Linked DNA regions of Mus musculus: region 2 is linked to region 1. The links are chromatin contacts, called in public HiChIP or PLAC-seq maps. All regions are on one chromosome and are shown on one strand. Each heading gives the region's core, a stretch centred on a gene start, on an enhancer-like site or on the middle of the called end of the contact. The rest is flanking DNA. Distances are from core to core; before and after follow the strand shown.

Evidence for each region. HiChIP or PLAC-seq counts read pairs in DNA pulled down with a chosen protein or histone mark.
Region 2: a FOXA1 HiChIP or PLAC-seq map of pancreatic cancer cells shows a contact between it and region 1. The contact joins two enhancer-like sites. A contact is called at or near these places in 1 of 484 Hi-C or Micro-C datasets (nephron progenitors) and 3 of 115 datasets of contacts at active chromatin or transcription factors (forebrain, neural tube and pancreatic cancer cells).

Annotation. Positions count from the first base shown.
Region 1 is chr1:184,350,143-184,352,729 of GRCm38.p6, forward strand. No RefSeq gene overlaps it. Among named protein-coding and RNA genes, the nearest start is that of Gm34177, 22 kb to the left of the region's middle. Within about 2 kb of position 1,304, at least 9 of the 459 cell types and tissues checked have an H3K27ac peak or open chromatin away from gene starts, as enhancers often do. A contact at or near this core is called in pancreatic cancer cells, where this site is marked.
Region 2 is chr1:184,706,437-184,709,023 of GRCm38.p6, forward strand. No RefSeq gene overlaps it. Among named protein-coding and RNA genes, the nearest start is that of 4930488B22Rik, 4.8 kb to the right of the region's middle. Within about 2 kb of position 1,290, at least 20 of the 459 cell types and tissues checked have an H3K27ac peak or open chromatin away from gene starts, as enhancers often do. A contact at or near this core is called in pancreatic cancer cells, where this site is marked.

The sequences.
Region 1 (2,587 bases), core at 54-2,553:
TCCCCAGTACTTTTTAGTATTGTTGTTGTTATCATCGTAATTGATTAACTAATTAATTAATTAATTAACACTGAGATCCAGTTTCATTACGTTGTTCCAGGTGACCTCTTTCTTATACCCGTGTGCCTCAGCCTCCCGAGCAACAGGAATTCCATGCACTGGAGAGCCCAGGTTACTTTAAATTTGTTTGCATGGACTTAATAATTCTCATGAAGTAAAAACTTTCAACAAATGAAGTTCTAAGACTATTTCGAATATTTCTTTCCCTAGTTGACTTATGGCTCGATGTGGGATATTTAGACAACTCTACAGAATAGGTAATCATATCACTGTGATACTAAAAACAAAACAACACTAAGAAATGGAAACAGACTCCCCTTCCTTCAGAATGCGAAGCTCTGAAGACCTGAGTTTCTCCAAGATTTCCACAAGGAACCTGAAGCTTTGGATTGGCAGTGCTCGCACCTGAGGTGACCTTCAGCAACACTCACTGTGTGATCAAGAAAAAAGAGCCTCCCTTAAAGCTTGCTCTGACAGCTACCTCCACCCCGACCTCCTTCCTGCAGTCCACTAGTTAACAGCTTCCTCTGAGGCTTCCCCTGGGAATCTGCCACCTCTCATAGGTGACTTGGAACAAACAACTCATAGAAGTCGATCCTCTCCAGGTGTCCTTGATGGTCTCCATCATGAGGTCCCCTCTAGACCTTGCTAGGTCCTTAATTGGTTCTTTAGAAATTGGATAGCATGGGAAGAGACATGGACACTAGCTTTCTCATCCTTCAAAGATGAGCAGGGAAGAGCAATGGGTCTCTGAGGGCAATTCAAAGGAGAAAGCTTACAAGTGTTTGTGGAGGATGTCATGAGTTTTATTGCATTTCCCCCTTTTGGTTATATTATTATTATTATCATTATTATTATTATTTCAAAGGAAATATACACACATGGGGAATCACAGGGTTGTGCTGCAAGAAATCATCCATCAAATAGTTTTCCCTTTATTTGTCTTCCCAGGGCAACATGGCTCCCCCGGGTATGTTTTGCTATAGATTATGTATACCATCCAAGTTGTTGAGAGATTCCTTAGGGACCCACTATTGTAAAGCAATATTCCAGGGAACATGGAAAGTACCAGTGCCCGTCCTGGCCTTTGGGTGGTCTCTAGCTCTGCTTCCAGTAGGAGTAATGGATATAGATTCTAGTACATTTCACAGAAATTGGACATTAACAAGGCCTAACCATTGGGAGGCAGGAGTCTTAGTAGTGACCCATCAGAGGCATGTGGCTGGGTCAATCTCTCACCCACAGGGAGTAATCACTAGTATTTTTTTTTAATCACATGACAGCTTGCTTTAAACTAATGGATGAGTAGCATTTAGAATCCTAACAGGAAGGTACTTGATACTACAATTTCCAAACTAACTTCTTTTAAGCAATGCAATATATTTACAAACACTAAAGAGTCAAATTATATTACAGAGTTCAAAAGAAAACTCTGTCTGTATCCCTGGGTAACTCAGGGATACAGGCAATTCTGTAGCCAGAAAAAAACAAAAACAAAAACAAAACAAAAAAAACCCCAAAAAACAAAACAAAAAAAAAACAATTTCCTGAAAATGCAGGGATCACTAAAGGATTTCATGCCATCCAGAACAGGGCAGCCTCTAACATCGACAGACGGAGAAAGAAAAGGAGTTCTGGCTCTTGTCTTCTTCTCTTGTAGCCCAGCAAAGGGCTGGCTTATCAAAAGGCAGCAGTCATATTGTCCCAGGCATATCTGCTGGAGGAAATGTGTGCCCAGGGCGTCGGCAGATTGTCAGGCTCCACAGCACAGTAAACCTCACTACTGTGACCAGGCTTGGCTGCAGCACCCTTGACTTCACCTCCATGTGGAGAGTACATTGTGGGTCTAACAAAACTATTCAGGCTACGCCCAGCATATCCTCAAATACACCTGAGCCCATGGGGAAGATTGGGTTCTTTTTTCCAATCCAAACAGGGTTTCATTTCTCCTTGTAAATGAGCTCATCTAACAAATGCTGTTGCATGTGGGGAGGACAGTCAAAAAGATTGCCAAATACACTCTCCTGGGAGTGGGGTTTTATGGACAGTAGCAAAGTATCAAGCCTCCGCTGCCCTTTCTCACATGTTGCTCGCTTGCACAGTGCCCCATTTTATAGGTACGGGAAGCACTTAAGGTGCTGTGGTAAATAGGTCTCTGTCCACGTGTCCTTTCTAGTCACACCCTTCATCTATTCACCTCTGGGCTGGGGTGTCTTCCTAGAAGCTGATTAATTTAGAAATCCTTAGCACTGTGGTCCAATTCAAACTGATGCGTTTGTCTGCTTTCGGACTCAGGATGACAGGCTGTCGTTTGCTCCTGACTGCATGCGTCAAGGCAAAGGAGAAAGCTCCACACAGCAGAGGTTCTCAGAATCCACCTATAATAGCTGATTCCAGGGCCAACAGGGGTCATTTCTAATAGATGGTGCAGAGCTCCTGGGGTAAAGATTGTATGTGAGTTCTGCTCCTTATAAAATAGAACTGGCCAACTCTACCTCAGCAGTGGAGGTGCACAGCTCTCTCAGAT
Region 2 (2,587 bases), core at 40-2,539, 360 kb after region 1:
GAAAGGGGAGGGGGGGTCTTAGAAGTGTCCATCTTGGCTCTGACATGCCTTTGTCCCTGGCCAGGCTAGTTGTTGAATACAGCACCACCTGATAAGGTGTCGCTCAAGTCTCACCTTGTCAAGTCTCACCTTGGCCAGTGTATCTGCACCTCCTCTGACATTGTAGAGTTCTTAGATGCTGTATACACCACACCCAGCTCTGAGTGTGCTCCTGTGTGATGGCTAGCCTCCACAGCTCAACTGGGTGCCTCAGTCAGCACACAAGATAGCACACAATTATGTCATAAACTCGATAACTTGAAATAAAGGGGACAACTCACTGGTTCTCCGACAAAAAGGAGGGGGAGAGAGAGAGAGAGAGAGAGAGAGAGAGAGAGAGAGAGAGAGAAAGAGAAGGCAGTCACAACTAACTCTGTTCTGATCATCAGAATACAAATGCCCACTGGGACACCCAACATAACCCAGAAATACAAAAGAAAAAACATGGGCAGCTTGAGGAGGGAGTGCCCAGCAATGCAGAGACTGTTAGTATGGAATTTCTGTTACAAACTATAGAGAAGCCTGAGGTGCCCCCCTCCCCCCAAAAAAGATTCTCTTCTGATGGAATACTGGAAAGCTGCAAGATTTCTCTCTGGCCCCACCCACCTCTGTCTGCATCACGAAAAAGAATTCTATGTCCCCAAATCTAGAAAGCGGCTGTCTTCCAGAGAAGAGAGGTCTATTCTGAATTTGTGGGGGATGCCACCAACAGGAGCACAGACTCAACAGTAGAGTCCCAGCAGTGGACTTCAAAATCAAGCTTGTTTTGAATAGCAATAGTTGGTTCCTTAAATGCAATAAACTTGTTCATTAACATATTGTTCAGGGACACACCTTTACCCTCCCCCAACCTGTTTTGACCAAAGCAGCCCATTTCTGCAAGATGTCCCAAAACTGCTAAATCATGTATGCCTAGCATATTACTGTAGGACCTATAGTTTCTGACATGTATATATCTATAGGTAGTAGCTGGCTTCCACATGTGAATTTGGCTAAGGTTGCTCTCCATGACAGAGCTCAGTCCTCTGGAGTCTCCAGTCATTTGCCTCCATCCTTTGCCACCTCCAGACCCTATTTCCAGATATTGCCTTCAAAACTAGACCATGGCCATGTGAGTCTGTGCACATAGACTCTCCTGCATAGCCCACTTATAATTACTCCTGTCCTATGAGCATGGGTCTAGCCAAGCCTGATCCCCACTCAATCAATTCAGCCTGAGTCATTTGTCAACAAGATGGCTGGTTTCCAGTGTCTGGGTAAGCAGGGAAACATTTCATGAAGTCATTTGACCCTGTCCTTTGAAGGGTGAATAGCAGCGCTATGAATATCTCTGACAAACATTTGAAGGCAGCCTGGCTACTCTGAAATTGTCCCTCCATGAAACAGCTCAGGTAAACCCAGCTGGCTCCCACTGTAGAGACTGCTACCATTTCAACCCATTCATTAGCTATCCCATCTGCTCCAGTTCAAGGTGTTCTGTGTGTCTGTGGTTCTGTTTGTCTGCCTGGCTCCTTCAAGAGTTCCTGGCCTCTGCAGGGCTTAATCCAGGCCTGTCATCTTTCCCAATGATGGAGCTGGGACAGCTGTTGCCTCTTCCTCGATGGTAGGGTGGCTGCCAGGATGCCGGAGGGGCCCACCATCATAATTTCCATGCTTCAAGAGAAGTCTACATGCGCATGATACTTCTCTGAAACTGTAGGAGAGGGATATGCCCCTCTGCCTTTCACACCAAATTGACTTAATGTCTTTCTAAAGAGCTCTGAGCTCATCTCCAGGCCTGCTCAACTTCAAACGGGCCAGTGCTCTCATTAACCTAATTGCCTGGCATTAAGTAACTTGCTTAAATTACCAATTAATGGATGACAATCTGGGTCCAAACAAGACATTTTTAAAGCTATCCCACTAAAAAAAAGAAAGAAAGAAAGAAAAAGAAATCACTTTCAACCATGACCGATGAGCCTCTCCCTTTAGAGGATTATTACAATAATTAGAGTCGCTATGCTCTAAGCCCTGAGGCATTTCTAAAGCAGAGGTAAAAGTGACAAATTCCTGCAGACAGTAGGATCCTTCTCCCGTGATGGCATTTTTTGAAAGGTACGCCATTCAACCAAGCCACACTGAATTATAAAGTCGGTTAAGTGTCAGTTCTGGGGAACATTTGTCCTTGGAGAGAAAAATTTCCCTCAGGAAAAAAAAAATACTATCAGAAGCCCCTGTTGGCTACATTAAAACTAATAAACTCCTGATGATAAATTCCTCAGCAATGAGGAGGCCCCCGCTGCGCAGCGTCTGCAGTCTTTAGTCACAGGGAACAGGAGGCGCGGAGGTTGAATTATTGGCTAGACTCATTTTATTGGTTTGGGTTTGGGCGGGGTGGGAGCAATGGTTGTACCGCAGATTCTTTTCATGTTTCGCTTCCCACCTCCCTCAAGAAGCAGCTGGTTTTGTCTTTAGTTTCAAATGTCAATAAAATAATATGTCCGAGCCATCATTAGAAGGTAAGAATTGGACGTGGATATTTCCCCTAACACCTGAGGTCAATCTCAGC